Regions from separate parts of the Mus musculus genome. Here all the other regions are linked to region 7. Evidence: chromatin contacts called from public HiCAR-type, HiChIP or PLAC-seq and promoter capture Hi-C data. All regions are on one chromosome and are shown on one strand. Each heading gives the region's core, a stretch centred on a gene start, on an enhancer-like site or on the middle of the called end of the contact. The rest is flanking DNA. Distances are from core to core; before and after follow the strand shown. Region 1 has its middle 140 kb from the start of Pros1. Region 2 holds the start of Cggbp1 (CGG triplet repeat binding protein 1). Region 3 has its middle 75 kb from the start of Csnka2ip. Region 4 has its middle 130 kb from the start of Gm33912. Region 5 has its middle 180 kb from the start of Pros1. Region 6 holds the start of 4930453N24Rik (RIKEN cDNA 4930453N24 gene). Region 7 holds the start of Epha3 (Eph receptor A3).

What was found. Promoter capture Hi-C pulls out the DNA fragments that hold promoters and counts their contacts. HiCAR-type assays count read pairs that join an accessible place to other places. HiChIP or PLAC-seq counts read pairs in DNA pulled down with a chosen protein or histone mark.
Region 1: a contact with region 7 is called in a promoter capture Hi-C map of second pharyngeal arch cranial neural crest, with 8 times the contacts expected there. The contact joins the enhancer-like site here to the promoter of Epha3 in region 7. A contact is called at or near these places in 10 of 39 promoter capture datasets (the 3T3-L1 cell line, cranial neural crest, embryonic stem cells and 5 more), 1 of 484 Hi-C or Micro-C datasets (cortical neurons), 6 of 115 datasets of contacts at active chromatin or transcription factors (craniofacial prominence, embryonic forebrain, embryonic hindbrain and 3 more) and 1 of 9 other capture datasets (adipose tissue).
Region 2: a HiCAR-type map of astrocytes shows a contact between it and region 7, with 3 times the contacts expected there. The contact joins the promoter of Cggbp1 here to the promoter of Epha3 in region 7. A contact is called at or near these places in 2 of 39 promoter capture datasets (hippocampal neurons and second pharyngeal arch cranial neural crest), 2 of 484 Hi-C or Micro-C datasets (brain and cerebellum) and 6 of 115 datasets of contacts at active chromatin or transcription factors (astrocytes, embryonic forebrain, embryonic stem cells and 2 more).
Region 3: an H3K27ac HiChIP or PLAC-seq map of VIP interneurons shows a contact between it and region 7, with 12 times the contacts expected there. The contact joins the enhancer-like site here to the promoter of Epha3 in region 7. A contact is called at or near these places in 13 of 39 promoter capture datasets (the 3T3-L1 cell line, the C10 cell line, HPC-7-derived erythroid cells and 8 more), 8 of 115 datasets of contacts at active chromatin or transcription factors (VIP interneurons, astrocytes, embryonic basal ganglia and 5 more) and 1 of 9 other capture datasets (embryonic stem cells).
Region 4: an H3K4me3 HiChIP or PLAC-seq map of embryonic forebrain shows a contact between it and region 7, with 10 times the contacts expected there. The contact joins the enhancer-like site here to the promoter of Epha3 in region 7. A contact is called at or near these places in 5 of 39 promoter capture datasets (the 3T3-L1 cell line, embryonic stem cells, hippocampal neurons and 2 more), 2 of 484 Hi-C or Micro-C datasets (cerebellum and embryonic fibroblasts), 6 of 115 datasets of contacts at active chromatin or transcription factors (astrocytes, craniofacial prominence, differentiating embryonic stem cells and 3 more) and 1 of 9 other capture datasets (liver).
Region 5: an H3K4me3 HiChIP or PLAC-seq map of embryonic forebrain shows a contact between it and region 7, with 5 times the contacts expected there. The contact joins the enhancer-like site here to the promoter of Epha3 in region 7. A contact is called at or near these places in 8 of 39 promoter capture datasets (the C10 cell line, cranial neural crest, embryonic stem cells and 5 more), 1 of 484 Hi-C or Micro-C datasets (muscle stem cells) and 7 of 115 datasets of contacts at active chromatin or transcription factors (astrocytes, craniofacial prominence, embryonic forebrain and 4 more).
Region 6: an H3K27ac HiChIP or PLAC-seq map of cardiomyocytes shows a contact between it and region 7, with 9 times the contacts expected there. The contact joins the promoter of 4930453N24Rik here to the promoter of Epha3 in region 7. A contact is called at or near these places in 3 of 39 promoter capture datasets (cranial neural crest, hippocampal neurons and liver), 13 of 115 datasets of contacts at active chromatin or transcription factors (astrocytes, cardiomyocytes, craniofacial prominence and 7 more) and 1 of 9 other capture datasets (adipose tissue).

The regions. Positions count from the first base shown.
Region 1 is chr16:62,994,521-62,997,733 of GRCm38.p6, reverse strand. No RefSeq gene overlaps it. Among named protein-coding and RNA genes, the nearest start is that of Pros1, 140 kb to the right of the region's middle. Within about 2 kb of position 1,928, at least 3 of the 459 cell types and tissues checked have an H3K27ac peak or open chromatin away from gene starts, as enhancers often do. A contact at or near this core is called in craniofacial prominence and second pharyngeal arch cranial neural crest, where this site is marked.
Region 2 is chr16:64,850,184-64,853,389 of GRCm38.p6, reverse strand. Cggbp1 (CGG triplet repeat binding protein 1) reads right to left here and starts at 1,389. Exons shown (of 3, transcript NM_178647.3): 1 at 1,154-1,389; 2 at 365-591. It overlaps Zfp654 (zinc finger protein 654), which reads left to right and starts at 1,667. Exons shown (of 9, transcript NM_001347245.1): 1 at 1,667-1,923. The coding sequence starts at 1,738.
Region 3 is chr16:64,676,167-64,679,379 of GRCm38.p6, reverse strand. No RefSeq gene overlaps it. Among named protein-coding and RNA genes, the nearest start is that of Csnka2ip, 75 kb to the right of the region's middle. Within about 2 kb of position 1,714, at least 8 of the 459 cell types and tissues checked have an H3K27ac peak or open chromatin away from gene starts, as enhancers often do. A contact at or near this core is called in VIP interneurons and embryonic basal ganglia, where this site is marked.
Region 4 is chr16:63,089,815-63,092,908 of GRCm38.p6, reverse strand. No RefSeq gene overlaps it. Among named protein-coding and RNA genes, the nearest start is that of Gm33912, 130 kb to the left of the region's middle. Within about 2 kb of position 1,313, at least 36 of the 459 cell types and tissues checked have an H3K27ac peak or open chromatin away from gene starts, as enhancers often do. A contact at or near this core is called in cerebellum, embryonic forebrain and hippocampal neurons, where this site is marked.
Region 5 is chr16:63,030,575-63,033,667 of GRCm38.p6, reverse strand. No RefSeq gene overlaps it. Among named protein-coding and RNA genes, the nearest start is that of Pros1, 180 kb to the right of the region's middle. Within about 2 kb of position 1,732, at least 6 of the 459 cell types and tissues checked have an H3K27ac peak or open chromatin away from gene starts, as enhancers often do. A contact at or near this core is called in embryonic forebrain, where this site is marked.
Region 6 is chr16:64,769,568-64,772,498 of GRCm38.p6, reverse strand. 4930453N24Rik (RIKEN cDNA 4930453N24 gene) reads left to right here and starts at 1,560. Exons shown (of 3, transcript NM_026273.2): 1 at 1,560-1,762. The coding sequence starts at 1,636.
Region 7 is chr16:63,862,551-63,865,795 of GRCm38.p6, reverse strand. Epha3 (Eph receptor A3) reads left to right here and starts at 1,621. Exons shown (of 17, transcript NM_010140.4): 1 at 1,621-1,836. The coding sequence starts at 1,749.

The DNA.
Region 1 (3,213 bases), core at 679-3,178, 870 kb after region 7:
TCTTCATGTAAAATTCATATTTATCATCAAATTACCAGGGTGAATGTGAAAAGCATGTTTTCAATTATTGTACAAAGCAATTATACATCCAAACCTGTGATGAATTATGACTATAACTGACTGATCTATTATATTAAATAGCAGTGCTTCTTGATTTCCAAATAACAATGTGTCTGTTGAAGTTTTCAGTCTTATCTATTACATGCAGAAGAAATTCTTTTATTCTTTGTCCTTTTCCGACCTATCAAGAGGTACATTTTGAAACAAATGCTATTCATTGTTTCAGTTCTTGGGTAGTCGTCATCTCTTCATCAGAACTTCTCAATACAGAACCTTGATGTCTACTGTCAACAAAAATTATAACAGATAATCCAAGACTAAGATAGCATAAGTACTGAAAGGAAAAGCCATACTAAGAAAGGTCTGCAGAAATATGCTCTGATAGTTCCTTCTCATTTCTCTCCCTTTTCACACTGGCCTTACATCAACTTCTTTTAGGCAAAATACACATACGCACAGTGGTGCTGAGAGACAAAGGTCCTATAGATATGTTATGCCCTATTCCCATTGTACAGCCATACAAACTATTGCCCTGACCCCAGCTTTCATAAAGTCCCAATTCTCATAGATGACAAAAAGCTATGAGATCTATCAGGAGATATTGAGCAGTCTTAAGGAAGAACTAGAAGAAAGGCAAGAAAGCTATGACTGTGCCTTGATGGCTGTGTCTCTTCATAGTTAGAATAACACTTTATGGATAAACACCTTTAAGTCTACATATGAGCTCTTCCCATTACTCCATAAATGTACTGGTTCATATTCCCACATACCTGCACTAATAAAGTTTTATTATCCTTAAAAAGCCCTATATTTATTTTTATTTTATATTGTGGTTTTGATCCTCCCTGGTGGACTTATGTAGAAAATCATGGGAAATATATGTAAGAGGACACACTTATACAATATCATTAACCTAAAGGGGAGACCTGACCCATTATGACTTGGGAAGAAAATCAGTTACTCTACCCTCCTCATAAATCTTCATTAAAACTCCTTTAAAATCCACAACACAAAACTCACTTCTTTCATTCACTGCCTCTGGTTCGGGCAGACAACTCTAGTTCCCCCTGGGGTATGTGCTTTGTTTTGTTTGGCTAACTAAACTGGTCTAACTAATATTGTCTGCTTCTAAACTAAATTCTTTCCTTCAAGAGACAAGAACAGAGAATCAGTAACACCTCTACTACTGTCAAATATATAGTAGACAATTTCATGAAAAGAAAAAGTCATAGCACACTAAAAAACAAAAATGTTTTCCTAACTCATAAGTGGTAAGGGAAATAAAATCCTCAATTTCTGTTATGGTTCAAATGTGCAACTCTTCGACAGTTCATGTTGCTATGAACCCATTGTGGCTATGGTAAGAGATAGGAATAAGCCACGAATGGTGACACCTTCTTGTAATCCCAGCCCTTGGGAAACTAAAGCAAGAAGATCACAAGGTTCAGGCTACATGTGACGATATAGCAAGACCCTGTTATTAAATAAATTTAACAAACAAATTAGAGGTAGAGTCTATTGGGAAAGTGATGCTGTCTTGACTGGCAAGCGTTGGGTGCTAGATCAGTAGTGACACAGTGTTATGGATAAACCCACCTTGTTTCTAAAGAGAACTGAGTTCTGCTCCATAAGAGGGTCATGCCCAGTGCTGTAGACATAGGGGAAAGTCCATGAGTGGATAAATCATTGTGGAATATGAGTGAACCCATATACTTATTTTGCTTATTACTTATTCTTATTTTGCTAAATAGCCATGTTGTCAAACAGACTCATAAATACTTATGCATTACCCATACACTACGCTGTACTCAGTCCTGCTCAAAGAAGCTTCTCTTTGTACCAAGTGGCATGCAATGCAGAGATCCATAATTAATCACAAATGTTGAGGGCTAATCCTTAGGCAAGACAACCACGTCACTTTACTAAAGGTTCAGGGAACATTATAGAACAGGGTCTGGAAATAATTAAAGAGCAGAAGGAGAAAGGGCAGCTGTGGAATGCTGTCTTAGGAGCATAGCATGGCCACGATACTCATGAACTCAGAGGAGCTCCAGTTGCTCCATAGGGCCTACACAAAACAGAGCCCTAAAATCAAACATAGATTGGACATGGGATCATCTCATGGTCCCTGGCCAAAGAAAGCTCTTGGCATTTACAGGCTTCTAGGGAAGACAAAGTAATACTCTTCAGTAAAATGGCTATGTGTATGTTACTCATAATCCGGTAAGCATCATGCCTATGCTCACACAAGTGACCCAGGTAAACCCGGGTATTAACAAAGCAAAAATGAAAATAAAACAAAAAAAAGGTATGAAAATAAAAACAAATAAAACAAGCAACACCCAAAACCAAAAAGGTATGAAATTAGGATGGGTACTTGGTGGAAGAAGGTAAAGACTGGTGAATGGAAAAATGAGACTGAACAGAATTTAGTTCATCATACATGAAACTGTAGATAAATAACTTAAATTTTAAATGTTTTTTATATACAGGGTCTCTTAATGTAGCCCTGGCTGAACTAGAACACTCTATGTAGAACAGTGATCTTGAACTTGCAGAGATTCACTTTTCTCTGTGTCTCACATTGTAGGGTTAAAGGTGTATACCACCATACCTGCCCTAAGGAATCAATTAATTTTGAAAGGGATCATGGGCAGATATGTGAAGAAATGGTATCCTCTGGAGAATAAAAATCCCAAGCAAAGGAGAACATTCAGGAATTTGGAGGTTGAAGTGAGGACACATAGAAGATACTTTGAAGGTCCATGTAGCGTTCATACCTACAAAGAGTATATGATTGTGAGCGATGACATGGCATTATATTTTAACCAGTCAAATAAAAACTCTGGTCAAAATATCTACCTGATGTCAGGTTGAACTGAATGTGGGTGAAGCAAGAAAATAGAAACCAGATGAGCATGACATCAAGTTTCAAGCACGAAAATATTTGCACTAGTATTTGCAACTACTATTTTCTACTAAAATTATTTAAAAAATGAAGAAAAGTATTGGTACATATTTGAACTATGACTTCCTGAGGTTGCACCAATTAGCATTAATTCACATTCTTATGTAAGCTTTGCTCTTCCAAGTGATCACACTTCTCACCGAGAATAAATACCAAAGACAATGTGCTGTCACTTCCGAAATTCA
Region 2 (3,206 bases), core at 140-2,639, 990 kb before region 7:
CACAAGTACTCTACACCTATGAAATAAAACCATTCTAGTAACAATTAAAGCTGTTATGAAAAACTAGGGGTGCAGTTAGAATTTTTCTTTGACTGCAAACTTACAGAAATGGGATCTGCAATTCTTGTGCCACGTGAAGCCTGAACTTTCCTGATCTTTTCTCTTGAAAGGTCTATTCTTGATACTGCCAATGAAAATAACCACCTCATAGAGGCGAGGAGGTTGGTTACGTGTAAAAGTGTTTCCAGAAGTCAGAAATATTTTAAACAAATGAGGAAGTTAAGATAGAGCACCCAGGGAACAAAAGCGAAACAGCCATTTACTACAGCAAAAGTAAACTGAGTTTTCAAGTCGAAATACTCACCAGCTTAATTTCCAGTCGGGTTTTTGTTTGTTTGTTTGTTTTTCCTTGATATTAAGTAGTGACAGTTTTCTGGATGCAAAACCACAGACGCATCCAATCCGAGCGACTTCGCGTTCGTTCAGACCCCGGAGACGCCTTCGACTCAGTTTTTCAACAGGTGGTGGTGGGGAAACAGTTCCTGGGCTTGCACCCTATTTTCCCGGTGGCGCCGGGAAGTCATGTCTTTACTGTAAAACACAAAAAACAAACAGAAAGGGAAGATGGTGGAGGGGCGGGAAAGGCAGGGCGCAGGCCCGCGGCAGAGCGGCTCGGGCCACGCTCTGCACACAGGTGTCTGTCTCTCTCCGCCTTCCGTGCGCGATCCCGAAGCTCCAGCCAGCCCCACGCCAGCTCGGCTCGCACGCCCCGGGGCGGGTGGCCCGGCGGCCCGCGCGCTCCGCAGGCCCGAGGCTCCGGTGGGGGCGGGGAAGGCGGGCGCGGGCCGCCGGACGTCTAGACAGCCTCCTCCCGCCGCGCCGGCCGAGGTGGCGCCCCGGCGCCGCGACCCCGCCTGCGGGCCGGGGCCGGGGCCGAGGCCGCGTCCCAGCCGCCCTCGGAGGGCCCCGGAGAAGTCCGCCGCACCGCCGCCGACTCCGTGGCTGTCCCCGGGGAGGGGGCGGCGGGCGCCGGCCGAGGCCGTCGCTGTCAGGCTGGCCCGGCTCCTTCCTCCTCCACCTCCGGCCCCGCCCCCGGTTCCCTCGCCCGGCCCGAAGGCCTGGGCTCGCCGCCCGCACCAACGGCCAAGCCCACCTTCCGCCTTCCCAGCTCTTCGGGACCGTAGGAGCGGGCCGCCGTTAGGGGAAGTGCACGAGCCCTCGCCAGGAAGGAAGAGAGGAGGAAGAAAGGGCAGAGCAACGGGATGAAGGAGATCCCGTTGCGGCCGCCGCTGCTTCCGCCGCTGCTTCAGCCGCTGCTCCTGCCGCTGCCACCGCCGTCGCCGCCGCCCGAGCGAGCTCCGCCGCGGCCGCCGTGTCCCCTGCCGCGCCCCGTCCTCCGGCGCGCCCTATGGCAGGGCTCGTAGGCGGTCCTCAGCAACCGCCGAGTAGTGTGGACCAACAGATGGCAGGCCTGGCAAACAGACGGCTAGTGTAACCAATAGGAAGGTAGGGCGGGCATGCCTATGATTGGCGGTGTCCTTCCTCCAGTGAAAACTGGGGGCGTGGGTGGGCGGAGCCGGAAGTAGAGCCCAGGCGAGTAGCCCTGTCCGGCTGGGGCGGAGGGAAAGGGGGAGGGAACTAGAGGAGGAGGAGGAGGTTAGCTGAGGCAGCGGCGGCGGCAGCGGCGGCGGCGGCGGCGGCGCAGGGGCTGGGTACGCGCTGGGCGGCGAGAGCCTCATGGCGGAGGAAGAGAGCGACCAAGAGGCCGAGCGCCTCGGAGAAGAGCTCGTGGCCATTGTGGAGTCCCCCCCGGGCCCAGTGGGGCTCCTAGCTGCGGGCGACGGCAGAGGGGGGGCCGGCGGCGGCGGCTGTGGCGGCGGCGTCGGGATCAGCAGCCGGGATTACTGCCGACGCTTCTGTCAGGTGAGGCGCCCGTCGGCCGCTCCGACTTGTCACTGGGCTCCCGGGCCTCTGCGTGGCTCCTGGCCTGCTGGCCCAGGTCTCTGCGTCGTGTCCGGGACCGGTCCTCCGGCGGGACGGAGAGGGAGTCTGGGAAGCCCCGGTCCCCTCTCTGCACCGCTCCGAGCTCGGCGATGGGGACGACGGGGAGTGGGGTTGGGGGTGACTTGCGGACTTGGAGGTGAGGAGAAAGTGAGTTTGTCGCGGCGGCGGTGGTGGTGGTGGGCTGGGAGCTGGACGGTCAACTGGAAAGCACCCCGTCCTGACATGCCTGTGCCTCCCTGCAGACCCTCTTCGTACCCCAGGGTCCCGCCTTTCTCAGGTTCACTACCCGGTCCCTCTCACTTCTGCTGGGCTCTCCCGTCTTTCTCTGTTACCCAGGTTCCCCCGCATTCTCTTTTTCAGAGACGCCAAGCATGCTATCACCCCACTGCCTGCCCTCCTGTCATCGCCACCCCTCCCCCTCTGCTAGGGTCGCCTGTCATTCCCTCACTAGGTCCCTCTGGACCAGTTCTTCCGTTGGCCTTGGCACTGTCCCACCGTTAGCTACTCCCCTCCCCCACCAGGTGTGTGTGTGTTGGGAGGGGGGGTGTTTTCCGTGTGGAACCTTATAGGAGTGATTGTCATCTTTCCCTTTTTTTGACCCCCTTCTCTGACAAGCACACTGTTTCCTAATTGTCTGACTACAGAGAAAGTCGTTTTTCCTGAAACTATTGCCCTCGTTACACCACCCCTCCCCCAGCCTTTAAATTACTCGTTTTTGGTTGGTCTGTTAAATTCAGTATCGGAAAAAGTGACAGTAAATTATTTGTTTCCTTTATTCTGCCGACTGCTTTTAAGGATTGCATGTAGTTTTTATCTAACTGTAAGCAAATATAGAAACAAGCTCCGGGTTTAGGGATAAAGTTTGGATAATCTGCGTTCTCATCTGCATGCATTTGTAATATAAGGGTTTTTTTTTTTTTTTGCATTCTTAACACTTGCTTCTTTAAAAAAAGATACTTTGTTTCTTACTGCCTTTTAAAAACTGTTTCTTAACCTGCACAAAGTATTCAAGCTCTGGCTCTTCCGTTTCTTATCTGTTACTTAACCTGTTACTTAACATCTGTGCCTCAGTTACTTTTTTGGTTGGAATAGTTGCTAGCTGGGTAAATACAGGAAAGGTTTGGATGAGTTAGCCGTTTATTTTCATTCTGGTCACAGGTGCGCAATAAAGTGAACACTGAGTGGGCATTAAATTTGTTGAC
Region 3 (3,213 bases), core at 465-2,964, 810 kb before region 7:
AGTGGTGTAAGAGGAGCTGAGAGTTCTACACCTTCATCTGAAGGCTGCTAAGAGAAGACTGACTTCCAGGTAGCTAGGACAAGGGTCTTAAAGCCCATGCCCACAATGACACATCTGTTCTCACAAGGCCACACCTACTCTGACAATGCTACACCTCCTAATAGTGTCACTCCGTGGGATAAGCATATGCAAACTATCATGCCTAGCTAGCTGTTGATATGAGTGTTTTGATGAAACCCTGGTATACGGTTTCTGATGCTGTGATGGTCCACTGATGCCTTTTGTTATTATTGCTTTTAAAGAAATGGCTTTTAGATAGTCAAGGGAGGCAGACCTGGGGATATAAACTAGGCTTAGTTCTTACTGTCTGTGTATACCAAGTAAGTTTTTAACATCTCAAACCTTAGTCTCTCTTGTTTTAAAACAAGTAAGGTACCATCTGGCTTTTACATTATATTAGAATTAAGTGGCATAATTGATAAGAGATGCGTAACTATCTGGCAGCCATACGAAGGGAGAAGGTTGCTTAATATCTCTGGCAGTCAACTTTCTATTACTGCACTGAGACAAATCAGTATGGAGAGAGAGACAGAGAGGTTTTTTTTTTTAATTTTTTTATTTTGGCTCATGGTTTCAGACTTGTGATGATCATTGCTAGGAGTTTGAGAACTAGAGAAACAACACTCCTTAGGTTGCTAGAAGGCATGCCATTAGACTCTAACAGTGCCCTGCCTCCATCAGTGTATGATGTTCTTGCCTGCATGTGCACTTTGGAGTAGAGAGGTCAACGTCAAGTGTCTTCCTCTGATATGCCACACATCTCTACATCTTGTTTTCTGACAAGGGTTCTTACTGCATTTGGCGCTTACTGTTTCAGAAAGGCTGGCTGGCCAGTGAATTTCAAAGCTCCGCCTACATCTTTTCTCCCACCCAGTGCTGAGGTTACAGACGTGCACTGCCATACCCAGTATTTACATGTGTGGTGAAGATTAAAACTTAGGCCTTCAGGCGTGTGCAACAAGAACATTCTACCCACTGAACTAACTCCCTGGCTCCCGTTCTACCTCTTAACATTTTAGCTACTAGCTGGTAGCGCTGAGCCGAGAATTAACCCTTTAACGGGTGCAACTATCATAAGACTATAGTTTATATTATAACATAAGAATCTGCAGGGTCTCTGGCAGTGTATGGGTTGGCAAAAGAGTAGAAGTACAGAATTGCTTAGAAGGTGTGCAAGTTGGTTGCGGCTTACATTGGTAACAACTCACTGCAAAGGCTCAGAAGAGTTCCAAGTGGGTTCTGGGTTTGGTCTTTGCAGCCCCGGCTGAAAGCTTGTCTCTCCATTTTGGCTGTAACTCCTTCCATTCTTGTTCCCCTCATAACATCAGTGACTATTACACCCAAGATGAATAAGATTTGAAAATGCAGGCAGGAAAAGGAAAAGGGGTGTGATTCTAACCTTAATGTCTATGAGCTTGTTTGACTTCAGGAATATGGACAGTGTGGTTTTTTTTTTTTTTGTTTTGTTTTTTGTTTTTTTTTGTTTTTGTTTTGTTTTGTTTTGGCTTGTTTTCCTAGTTTGATGGCAGATATATCATCTTGCTATTATCTTAAATGTTTTTGGAGGACACGGGAGGGATCAAAGCAGTCATACCCCAGCAGAGGGTAGTATTTCTGTGAGGGAGAAGCCGGCCTGGCCTCTGTGGTTGCTCTAGCACAGACTTGTGCCCACAGGTGTGGAAATGCATTCTCTGGTTGTTGCACACGCTCCACACAGCTCCCACAGCAATCCGAATGGGTAGCAGTCACATCCTTGAGATGCATGATTTAATAAGAGAGGCGGCGCTTTCACAGTCAATATTTCAACTGCGACATTCTAAGACGAGCACAGTTTGGAGAGGGGAAGGCTTAAAATGGATTAAAATTTAAACAATTCCCAATCAAATGGAAATGTTCTGGGAATTGTGCCAGAGAGTATTGTTGAATTGGTTTTAATATAAGCATTCTAAATTTAACCAGCTGGAATTATTTGCAATTTGGGGGGAATTATATATGTGGATATGTTGAATAGATATTTAAAATACAATATTTATTCTTTATGAAAAATCAGCCCCAGCTCTTGTTGGCAGAGGTGTCAGAGTACATATTGTGTTCTGAATATTGGATCACAGAATTTTAAGGGAGATAGGATCTAGAGGTCAGCGAAGATAATTCTCTTTCTTGTTGATGGAGAAACAAACTAGAGAAAACAGGCTCAGATCCAGTAAGCAATGCGCTCAGGCAGGACCCTGCTCTATGCCTGTGCCCAAGCAAGGGCCTCTTTTCCTGACCCAGCTGAGTTCCCACTAAATGTGCCAGGCTGCCACAGGCCTGATTTCCGGACAGCCAGGCTCTTCCACTGACCTTACTGGGTAACAGATGTGCTTTTAAACAAAAGCCTAGAAAAAAAAAAAAAGAACAATTTAGAGTAATAACAGGCCTTGAAGGCACAGAAAACACTGGGAGAGGATGGGCAGGTGTCTTAGAGTGATCAGCAAGGCAGAGATTGTCTCAATAGAAACAGACTAAAGATTGTACAATCATCAAGCTCATTATAGTATCTTAGCAAATGTCTGCTTGTGGTTGCAAAATTAAAAACAATCCCCATCTAAAGATATTTGGAGTTCCCTCTCCATCATGGCTAATAACACCAACAGCAACACCATTGGGACAGGGTTACTACCCTCACCCCCCAACCCCCCAATTTTATCTAAAGAAAAGCTGGGTTGCATAGAAAGAGCCACAGAAGAACTTACATATCAGTGCTAGGGTTAGGTAAAGCTGACGCAGAGTGGAGCTCTGGCTGCCTGGCTGGTTTCAAAACAGGCTGGTGCTTGCAGTCTCTTCCAGTCACCCCTAGGTCTGGCCAGCACCTATCTCCAGACTGCAGTAAGGAGAGGAAAGGTGGCTTAGCTGTCCGCAGAGCTCTCAGCCCATTCAGCTTACTCTATAGAATAATGGGAACCCTATCTTTAGAGGTTCTGGGACTTGTGTCTTCTGTACTGCAAGCAGCTCTGGCTATTGAGTCTGGCTATTGAGTTTAACGTTAGGGTGGTAAGTGGGCTAGCAGACAAAGGCTCGTTGGTAACAGTGCCTGCAGCAGGAAAGAAGGATTCTATTAGTACCCTAAAAGCTTGCAGTGAAAACAAAGGGAAAAGCTCTAAATCGCTAAAG
Region 4 (3,094 bases), core at 64-2,563, 770 kb after region 7:
TATAGCTGCAAAGGTAGATTACCACTCATGTTAGATGTCTGTTAAAGAAGAAGAAGGAGAAGTCATATAGTTTTTAAATTACAGTTTATATATTTTATTTAAAAGATGATGCTACCTAAAAGGATAGGAGTAGTTCCTAAGGAAGAAAACACTAAGGGAATCTTGAAACATATCTGTATATTATCCCCTCGTGTACCTCCACAGCTAAACATATAATACATATATATGTGCCTCTTCATATATATATGTATATATATGTATATATATATATATATATATATATATATGTTTTTGTGTATGTGTGTGTGTAAATCTCTCAAGGTTAAGGACTATATGTGTGTATATATATACAATGAACACAATATTTTGAATTAATAATAAAGAGTTCATTAGTAGTCATGGGAGTCAGTCACAAGCTATCTGAAGCAATCATGAATAGTAAAATGAGCTTTAATAATAATTAGAATCACTAAGCATGCAAAAAATATGATAAACAATAATTGCATTTTTCATTTAGACTGGTGTTGCATGAGCCTTGGTTTATTATTCCAGAAGCCTTCATCAGTGTTTATGAGACATCACCCATGGGAAAATGGATCTTCAGTGAAATCAGTAAATCTAATATATGCATCTCATAAAGAAAAGATGAAGCAGGGATTAAGATCCAAGTCTGAGATGCCAGATGAGTTCTGTATCTGACTGAATGATATTCTTGGACCAGAACTAATTTTTATCATCGTAGTATTTGCCGGAGCTGTGGACACATGAGGCCTGTGACATCCAAGTGCTCGAGCACTTCCCAAGTTCATGAACCACGTCCCTTTGACCTTGACACCAGGCTGCATAGAGCAAGGCTGCAATATAATTTTGATTTCTAATCCCTTGTTATCAATTGTTCAACTGTTTTAGCATAAGAATGGGAGGGATATTATTCCTTTATCCCCTGCTGGCTATAACCCTTGTAAAGTCATAATCTCTGCCACAGTAATCGATTGCAGAACACATTGCTTTGATAAAGCTCTTTAACCGCAATCTTTGTGCACGGTGTTTGGGATTGTGCAATGATTTGGCCTGGCTTTCTCTTGTGACATCTTTTCACACTTCTGTAGCTTCCCAAACTTATAATTCAGCTTCATTGGAATAAGGACAAAGAAAAAGCCCTCTCAGCCTTGGTTGAAAATCATGCCACCCTGGTGCTTAATCTCCTTCAAAAGCCGTAAAATATAAATTAGGCCTCTCTTCATTGTGTCCCAAAGAGATTTCTTTTGTGGGCTCTGCGCTGCCGCAGGGCCTCCCCAGCAGCTCACAGTGACCATCTGGTTAGTTTGCCTTCCCAGATGGCCACAGTCAGCACTGGTTCCAGGGGCTGGGAAAGGAGAGGGAAGAGGCATTTGGTAGCTGACAAAATTTTACATTTTTAACGCAGACACAGATCCACATTTCCTTTTCTCTCAGCTTTTCCATCACCTGTTCAGGTTGTTAGCACATAGCAAAGTGCCTCTGTAGTTATCAAACCACAATCTTTTATGGTTTCGTGATGTTCAAAAAAAATTTTTAGACGTAAAAAAAAATTCTACTAGGAGGGACCAACACTTTATTTTTATGAAAAGAAATTATAAAATGTGTAAAGATATTTATATTATGTCAAACTAGTAACTTTCAATGGTACATTGTGTTCTGTAAGAGAAAAATGGAAAAATGGAATATGTAAGTAAGGAACTCTAATAAGATGTAGTGAAAACACTTATATAGGTTTGACAGTGTGCCAAGAAACATCTGAGAAACTCACAATAGTATTAAATATACTAGCACTTCTGAAAGCCATGGCAATTTTTAAATCTAATCCATATACCACTACAACATTTTGAAAAAATTTTATATTAACATATTATTGCAAAACAAAGAAACAAAAACAACCAAGAAACAAAGCCCTAGAGACCATGGATTGACTTCTCCAAGTTTCTCCCAAATAATGACATCTTAGAAACTAAAATATATTAACTATTTTATTGAAACTGACAGAAAACATCCATCTTACTCAGTGTTCTCCAGCTTAATTAGATTCATTTATATGTGTACATGTAGTTCTATATATTTTTGTCATATGTAGAATCATCTACCCATCATCATGGTTCCAAAAATAAACAATTTCACTCTCAAAAAGACCCCTGCTAATTAGAATATAATTCTAATTTGTTAGAATCATATTCACACATGTCCTTCATCCCTCATTCTTGTTAACTACAAAAGGAATCTCCATTCCAAATCCTTATTTCAAAAACGGTACATAAATGGAATTTCAGAGTGTGTGTATTCTTTCAGGGCTGATTTTCTTCATTTTGCCTAATTCTTGAAAGATTCTAGGTAATTACTCAGATTAGTAATGTGTTCATCTACTAATTTTTTAATTTTACTCCATTTATCCTTATAAGCCAAATGTATACCTTTCCCTTCTTAGCTGTTTAGATTGTAAGGTCTGTAGTGATGTTTCATGTTTTCTTTCTGATTGTGGAGATATCTGTCTTCCTTCTTTTGATTTTTCTTGATGCATAATAAAAGGTGATCAGCTGCTATTTTTAAAATTCAGGGCCCCTAGTGAAGGAGCTAGAGAAAGTACCCAAGGAGCTAAAGGGATCTGCAACTCTATAGGAGGAACAACAATATGAACTAACCAGTTATCCCCCCCGGCGGGGGGGGGGGGGCTGTGTCTCTAGTTGCAAATGTAGGAGAGGATGGCCTAGTTAGTCATCAATGGGAAGAGAGGTCCTTGGTCTTGCAAAGATCATATGCCCCAGTACAGGGGAATGCCAGGGCCAGGAAGCAGAATTGGGTGGGTTGGGGATCAGGGCACGGGGAAGGGTATCGGGGACTTTGGGAACAGCATTTGAAATGTAAATGAAGAAAATATCTAATAAAAAATACTTTTAAAAAATCAACTTTTTGTTTCATCGATCTCCTATACTGTTTTAGTCTTTAATTTCATTGATTTTCCGTTTGTCATAATTTATTTTTTATTCACATTACATACCAATTGCTGCCACCCTCCTTTCTCTGCTCCCAGCCCTGATTCTGCAAATCCTTCTTCCCATTAGCC
Region 5 (3,093 bases), core at 483-2,982, 830 kb after region 7:
TGTGACATGGAACAGGGAGTTGGAGACATCAGAGTGGCAGCCGTGAGCAAGTGGACACCAGCACTAGATCAGATTCACTGGTGTGTATTAAATATTAGTTACAGCCAATGAGTGCTGGAGGGAAAATATGAGAACATGTTTTATGAGTCAAAAGTAGCATGAATAAGATGTATCATTATGCCATTTCCATGAACTAAGAACTAATTCATGTTGTGAATCAATTAAGCATATTTTATCAGAGCAAAGAAACAGATGGATCTGTGTTAAAGTGTCTTTTATGCAGAAGGAGGGTGATCAGTAGGAAGATAGGTCAATAAATAATATAACAGAAGTATCCTAGGGCTGATAAATGAGAAATATGGTTGCCTTAACCTTATTGCATCATTTGATGCTTTTGTTTCTTGGAGTTTGTCTGTCTGTCTCTTTGTTTGTTTGTTGAAACAGGGTCTCATTATATAGCTTTCTGGCCTGGAACTTACTACAGAGATGAGACTAGCTCCAAACTCACAGAGACTTCCACTCTATCTCTAATGTGCTGGGATTTAAGTTGTATACGGCCATATAAGCCATACTGCATCTTTTTCCAGAAAAATATAATAATAAATAAAAGGAGATAACGTAAATAATATGGAAATGATAATAAATAAAACCTGCAGAATAAAGGTGACATTCTCTACCTGTTTGCTCTCAGAATGAGATTCGGGGCTGAGTCTCTACAAGCAGAGTGATGCCATAATTATCTCTACCTTATGCTCAGACAATAAGAGCACCTAGGCTTATTTCTTTACAAGTATTATGTGTTATCCATGTCTTTGGTGCAAGTAATAAATTATAATACATATAATTATTGAATATTTTCATATTTAAATAATGTTTCTATTTAATTTCTATTGTGTGTGAGAGAGTTTTGTGTGCATGTACATATGTGCACCATATATGTGCAGTGCCCACAGAGGTCAGAAAAAAGACTTCAGTTCCCCCTAAACTGCTGTGAGAGATGTATGTAGCCAGCATGTAGGTACTGACAATTGAAGTTGAGTCTTTAGTAAGAGTAATAAGTGCTATTAAGAAGTAAGCCATTCTCTGATTCCATTTTGCCTTCTTTTATATAGGATACATGCGTCATTGTATAGTTGTCAGAATTTTTAATGGCTTTAAAATAAGTATTTGAACTATCCAATGATTGAACTCCACAAACAAATGAGGATTAAGGGTCTACTGGGCCCTCACAGAGGAGTCTAGCAAGGGAATATACACTACAATAAATTTGGAAGAACATTGTCATGCTATAAAAATACAGACTATCAATTAGGGAAATTCTAGCTTTCAATTTGGAATTATTTCTGACTCTTTAGGTCGTACATAAAGGGAGAATTTATAGTTTATAGCATAATCCAATCTCAAGGCTCCATTGTTGCTGGACCAAAAATCAGCTCATGCAATCTCTCCTTATTATGTCTTTAACTGTCCATAATGCAGATCAGGACTCTTCAGTCACAAAATCCATTGTGAAAATTATCTCCTGATCATTCCCTGCCCCTCCCCCAGGCCTGGCCCTCGGGCCCTTCTTAATCAGCTCCCATGAATCTGGTCTTTGACACCACGGACAAGTACGACTTTATTAGTTGCAAATCTATCTGGCAGCCTCGAAATGGCTTTCTCAAATTGCACAGCTCTTGCAGAGCAGTGTGTCCTTTCATGTTGATTAAAATATCTGAGGGATACAAACAACAACAAAAGAGGAACAGGAAACCCACTTGCCCCTTTCATCTTCGCAGAGGGAGCTGCTCTGCGCCACCAGCTTGACTTTCTTCAAACAAAACTTCTCCTTTTGTGACTGAAGAAAGGCTTTGGCAAACACTTATCCTTTGATATAATACGCACTTGACAAAAATCGCAGACCAAATCAAGCCACTGCTTTGAAGAAAATGTTTATTAAAAAAAAAAAAAAACAAAAAACCAAAGCTCTTAAGTGCACTGGGACTTAGTGTGAGGCTAGTGGCGTGAGGCTACCGTGTCTGTGCTGTAGATTTAAAGTCAAGTCCAAATGTATGGACTTCAAGGCCACAGCTGCTACCTCGTTCCTCTGTTTGATTCCAAGTATACCTTGAAAACCTGTTTAGTTTTAAAGGCTATTATGGAATGTTACTTCTATATTTCATTCCAGCGACGCAAGCATTGTATTATGTGGTTAGAAAAGAATGTGAGAAAATCCTTGTTCTATAGACTTTGTCCCATGTCCCCAATCTCCTTCAACATGCCAGCTGCTTTTGAAGAAAGAAGGCTGATATACCCAGGGTCAAATTAGATTTCTAACATGAGGAGCCAAGTTTGAAATCCTCAAACACTTTCAGGATCCCACAGGAAATAAATGACACATTCAAATTAGTATTGCTTGAGAGGAATTGAATAGAAAGATTGGGCCGAGCTAGAAAACCACTGGGGATCGTGCAATGCTTCTGGCGTTTTAATGGGTGGAATATTAGCAGCTCCCCTCAGCAACCCTGCAGGAAAGAGACGAGAAAAAAAGGATACAGAAACTCACTTCCTACTTTCTGTCTCCCCCTGACAAATGCCACTGTTCTCATCTAACCAAGGCACATATGGAAGAGAGCCGAGTAGAATAGATTCTACATCTCAGCCTGCCAGAACCAGAGACAGGTGAGGATCGGCTGATAGGACAAATAGCCAGCTGTCTTTCCACGTAAATCTCCTGAGACAATTAAGCTTACCCACGTCGTGTGATTTAGGGTCACCTAGGAAACAAACCTCTGCACTTGTCTGAGGCCATTTCCAAAGAGGTTACCTGAGGTAGGCAGAAGCATTCTGAATGTGGAAAGAAAGAGAGGGATCGAAGCACCTGCACTTGGCTTCTGCCTTTTAAGACTTTGGTGTCTTTTAGTCCCTGGGAGCTCTGAGTGGTCCCGTTCTTTCTCACATGGGGCTGCGATCCCTTTCAGCTCCTTCAGTCCGAGCTCCCAGGGACTAAACCCCCAGCCAAAGAGCATACATGGAGGGAGCCATGACTCCAGATAGGTATGTAGCAGAGGATGGCCTTATAGGACATCAGTGGGAGGGGAGGGAGGCTTGATG
Region 6 (2,931 bases), core at 311-2,810, 910 kb before region 7:
CAAGAATTGTTTAGAAATAAAAGAACTGAAGTCAGAGGTCAAACATAAAACACATCTACAGAATGGCCTTCACATTTTTAGATCTGCATGATCCAATCCAGTAGCCACTTGCCACATGTGGATATTAAAACTTTATTCAAATTCACACAAAATTTGAAATTGTTCTTCGGTTTTACTACTATATTTCGAGATCTCAAAATCCAGATGTGGACAGTCGTTAGTATGGGCAATACAACAATATTTTCATCATCTCAGAAACCACCTTGGGCAGGGTTTGAATCAATGGCTCACCTGGGCATGATTTTCCTTCTCAGGGAACGTTTGTTAGCCTGGAGGTATTTTCACTTGTATCAAGTGAGAGAAGGGGCACACTATTCTTTGTGGAAATGTAGGGATGGTGTTAGGCATCCTGCAACCTCTACAGCAATAAATTACCCTGCCCCAAATCTCAATAGTTCTGTATTTAGAAAAAAAAAAAAAAAAACTCTAGAGCCGGGCAATGTGGTGCACGCCTTTAATCCCAGCACACGGGAGGCAGAGGCAGGCGGATTTCTGAGTTTGAGGCCATTCTGGTCTACAAAGTGAGTTCTAGGACCGCCAGGGTTACACAGAGAAACCCTGTCTAGAAAAACCAAAAAAAAAAAAAAAAAAAAAAAGAAAAGAAAAGAAAAAAGAAACAGAAGAAGAAGAAGAAGAAGAAGAAGAAGAAGAAGAAGAAGAAGAAGAAGAAGAAGAAGAAGCAGAAGCAGCAACTCTAATAGAAATCCAGTTTCTCCTTCTAATATTCATAACACAAATCACTTTCCACCCACGGTGTTTCCCCACACCAACCAAATGACTACTAACTGCATTTAGGGGACACCAGCCACTAATTCAAATCTAATGGCAGGCAGGTCCTGCAGCTAGAGGCGTAGTCCCAAGATTGTGTGGCACCCTGCCCCTCCAGCTCCACATTAGATGCAAATCTGAAGTCCCAGGTTGTTTCAAGTATACTTAATGACCAACCAGCTGGCAATTGAGGTTCAACTGAGATTCAATTAATTGGGTTAAATTAATTATCTAGCTATCTCAAAGGCGGAGAAGCAAGTTATAGTCCTTTTAAAACCTAGAGCGTTTCAAAGTGTAGTCTAATCTTTGTAGCTAAAGAATATCAAAGTGATGGCTCCCCTAACTCAGAAGCGGCTAGAAGAGGACAGACCTTCAAAAGTACAGGGGTATGATGGAAGCTCTCTTGGCCTCTCCACCCCTGCCTCCACCATCAGGCACGCGCGCGCATGCGCCGCACTTTAAGTCGCCCCTTCGGAGGCGCTCCCCCCCACCCCCCACCCCCAGGTTCGTTTCTAGCCCAGCCTCGAGTGGAAGGTGGATAGATGCTCAGGACACTTCTTTAAACCGCGAACTGTGGAACTCTACTCCAATAGAGGCCGGAGCCCCAAGTCGGAACCACATTTCCTCGCTGACTTTCTGAGCTAGCACTTCCGCCCAGAGAGGGGCTGGAATCTCCGAGACCCTTCCGGCGCTTGCGAGGGATTGAAAAGGCACTTCCGGTGTCTGTTGCCAAGGCGCCGGCCGGCCCGCGGGCCGTGAGGGCGACACTGGTGGCGTCGTCCTCTGCCCCCCATCCCCGGGGGCGAGATGTCGGGGCTCAGCCACTTAGAGTCGGAGGGCTGCCGAAACCTACTCGGCCTGCTGGACAACGACGAGATCATGGCCCTTTGCGACACCGTCACCAACCGCCTGGTGCAGCCTGTGGACCGCCAAGGTAGGCGCCGGCAGGGGCCTTGTCACCCCCAGGGGTCGGGTCCGGTCGGGTCCGGTCGGGTCCGGTTGTCGCCGAAGCCCAGGGAAGGCCTCCGGGTTGGCGCTGCACAGCTCTGCAGCCTCCCCGCCCGCCGGCCGAGCCGGGTCCCGGCGCGCTGGTGAGTCGGACCGTGGTACCGGCTGGGCAAACTTTTGCGGACATGCGGACCCGGATGAGCACCAGATGAGCCCATTCCCATGATTTTTAAGAGCATCCCAGAGTATGTTTCAGTTTTCAGTTTCGATCTCCACGGAGATCAGTCAGCTCCTGCTGTTTTCTTTCAGCCCGAAGGGAAATAATAAACACTATTTGTCAGTGTCTTAGGTAAATACCCACCGAAACAAATAAAAGGCGGACAGTTTTAATCCACGTATGTCAAGGAATGCTCAGCCTCTTCGTCCTACATTCATTCCTAGTTGGGAAGTAGCAAGACCACAGCTTCTTTTGTTTTTGTTTTTTAAATCAAAAGGTTGTATAAAAGACAAAACGGACATATGTACGTTGCATTTATAAGACATTAAAAATATCCTTACTAAAATACATTAGTGAAACGAATGTTGTTGAAAAGAAAGGGATAGAAAATGACAGACAAAACAAAAAGAAGAACACCCTCAAGCCTCCAAAACAAACCACCAAATTTAGTAGCTATTCTGAAATGGATGGGGAAAAGGTGATAGCGTCTTTAGGGAAGTTGGAAATAGGGGCATCAAAGATACTGTGTGTCTGTGGAATAAGATCTTTGGAAGGTAGATGTAATGAGTGCATTGTCTTTTTCTTTTTCTTTTTTTTAATTCTTGCTATTTTGCAGCAGTAGTCTATTTGAAAGATATTTGGTCTGTGCTTTCAGCCCAACTTTTTAGTTTAAAAACATCTTGATGCTGCTGTTTTTCAGCTTCGATTATCTGTAAAATCAGAAGTTTGACAACATTCCTTGGTATCATATATTGTGATTTTAATCATTTTTTTCAAGGTTTATGGATCTTAGGTATTTGGGGCATAGAAATACATTTTTTTTCTGGGTCAGAAATTTTCTGGGTCACTGTGTAGTCCTGGCTGTCTTTGATTCACTTTGTAGACCAGGCTGGCCTCGAACTCAAGAGATCTGGCTGCTTCTGCTGGGTCTAAGGGTG
Region 7 (3,245 bases), core at 372-2,871:
GGAAGTAATACGTTCATAAAGACCAGCATACCATCATGACCTTTCCAAATGCTTTTAAATTGCAATCTGAAATAAATGTCATTTCTTTCAAACTCTCAGTAAAAAAAAAAAATCATATCCAGCTATGAAGCAATGTAACTGTTGTGGAACTGCAAACATTATGAGGCAATCCCCACTCTCTCCATTTTCTGGTCAACAAACCTTATTTTCAATGGAGTCAGATTTAGCACTGGTGGGCTCTACAGCCTCTGGTGGCCTAATGTGAGAAGGAGTTAGGGAGACAAGTCTCTCGAGGAAGTGTGAACAGAATCAGTCTCTTCCATCTGGCTTCTTCAACCCAACCCATCTTTACCAAACAGTCAACAAAGAGTATCAGAAGCCATTAGCCTAAATTCCAGGGTCATAGAAAGTGGAGTGCTTGTGAAATACACATCTTATTATCAGGACCCTTAAAAACCTACTCCGTCTCCCTTCTCAGGGCTCTAACACTGATCACTGGCGTTAACGTTGTCAACCTAATTTTCCGTTTTGAAGCCGTGTAAGGAAGTCATCTTGCTCCTTTTCAGGATAGGCTGAGATGGATGGGTGGTTGAGAGGGTTGGTGAGGAATCATTTTCTGGGACCTATTTCAAAGATAATTCAAAAGAGATCTTAAAGTAGAAATTGGATAAATTACATGGCTGAAGTAGGTTGCAGTGAGGTTGTTCAGCATGAGACCGTTTGTAACCATCATGCAAAGTAATTTAGCAAGTCCAAGGACATTGTTCTCTAGGAAATACTGGATTTTTCAGCGTTAAAAGAGCAGCCTTCAAATAGTCCCAGATTAGTGGCAGCTGGAAGGCAGAACAGGGAGCTATGAGTTAATCTCCGAGTCTCACAAAACAGGAAAGTTCTAGTGCTAGCTAGTTGTAGGCAGGAGCATTCCTTGTTCAGGACTTTCGATTTATATTGCAAATCCAGCAACCATCCGATGGAATGAGTGGTAGTCTGAAGCTATGGCTTTGGCTAGGATTGTTCCTGTCCTGGGAGGGCAACGGCTATTTGCCAGTGTTCAGAACCTGACTGTGACCTCTCTGTTTCAGCTGAGATTGCTGTATCAAATGCCTTTAACAGCCCCAATACCATGTGGTAGACTGAGCAGTCTACTTTTATCTTGTTGAATCACTAAGAGGACTGTGAACACACAGAACACAGTAAACGGATTAATTGCAATGGTCTTTGTCGTTCTACAATAATTGAATGAACGTCTTCCACTTTTAAAAACAATACTACTTTTTTGAACATTAGTTTCAACTCACAGTACCTCTAATAGGGATCTTTCAGAAATAGGCAACTGATCAAGTATAGCAAACAAATAGCTGCCTTCCCGTGAAAACGGAATGGCTCCCAAGACTCTCCGTCGCTGTCGCTGTCCCAGCACATCTTCTGGCTTTCCTACCCCACCAGCAACACTCTCGACCTCCACCCCTCTGCGTTCTTCCGCAGCTCCGTGGAACGGAGCTGGCTGCCAGCCATGGGGCTGCCCTGCTCTTCTTCAGCGCCCGCTGGCGACGGCACTAGGACCCAGAGAAGTCCCCGAGCGGGGTTCGCAGAAAGGCAGCCAGACTCCTCCTTATCTCCAGTGTCAAACTTGACATCAGACTGCGAGCGGAGCATGGTAACTTCTCCAGCAATCAGAGCGCTCCCCCTCACATCAGTGGTATGCTTCGCGGAGATATGCTCCTCTCACTGCCCGGTGCACCAGCAACATGGATTGTCACCTCTCCATCCTCGTCCTGCTCGGCTGCTGCGTCCTCAGCTGCTCCGGAGAACTGAGCCCACAGCCTTCCAACGAAGGTAAGCCAGGTAACCGCGCCGCTCCCGCCGGAGCGGAGCCCACAGCCCCCGGACGGCGCTGTTCCCTGAGATGCCCAGAAAGCAGTGGCAGCGAAAAGATTGTTTGCCCAGTAGCAATCCCAAAACACTTTTGGGGGATGTCTTGGGATTGTAGAAACCTTTAAAAATAATAATAAATCTGTTTTTAATCTGATAGCGAGCGATTCAAGTGATTACCACATTTACCAATTTGAACCAGAAAGAAAGAAAACCTTCGGTTTCTTTTTTTCTTTTTTTCTTTTTTTAACAACCCAGACTGTTAATTGCCAAATAGCCAAGGCAGTATTTTATTTTCTAATTATGACCATGTGGTTCTTTGAGAAGTTTCAAAGAAAAGGCTAGCCTCTCTTGAGATCCCCGCGGTGTGTTTTAAAGATAATGACAGGTTGCTCCTGCTTACACCCTTTGGCACTTATGAATGGACTGGAGAGAAGGGGGCTCGTTGGACCCGAGGTGTTTGAGTGCGCGCGTGTGTGCATGTGTTTATGTTACAACCGCCTTATTGAAGTGCTGTGGATCCCGCCGGGCGATGCTGTGCTCAGCGATACAGGTTCTCATGGGTAGCATATGCATGCCACATTATTAACAGCAGTGATGGTTCAAGGGATATACAGTGAGCTTAAGTTGGGTTCTTTTGTAAAAAGGCCTTTCATACACATAGAAGGATGCATTTAATGATTGATTGATAATTAGCTCCTGGGTAGATACAGTAAATAACAGACTAGCAAATTAGAAAGAACACTCATGGAAAGCTAACGGCATTTCCTTGATGCTGGATTAATTATTGTCAGTGTAACGGGCATCCTTGCATTCTCAATGGATCAAAGTGTAAACCTAATATTGAGAATATTTGTTTTCGTGGATACTGAGCAGACTCATGATATTTTTTTCAGACTTTTCATTATCTAGTTTTAATGATTTGTGAATACAAACTCTTAAGACAACTTCTCTGAATAATTGATTGCCTTGCAGCAACACTTACAACTTTAATTTCCTCTTAATGATTTTGAACATTGAGAATTGTATCGAGCAAGTTAACAATAGAGGACAGCTGAAGTGCAGGGAGCACAGTAGCTGTACAACACTCACTTAAAAACGTTTTGTAGAGCCAATGTTGTAGACATTATGCTTATGCCCATGTGAAAGAAAAATGTATGTAAACCCATTAGCACAAAGACCGCTTCCCATGTTTGGTGACCCACTTTCACGCTAATGGGACAGTTTAATTTTCTTTCCTTAGTGCCTTGGCTGCCTTTATCAGTCTGACTGGTTTTATTATTTTTTGTTTGCTTTTCAGTAGAGAAGTAGTGGTTTTTTGTTTGTTTGTTTGTTTGTTTTTCTTTTCATCATGAAGATGGGAAAACTGATTT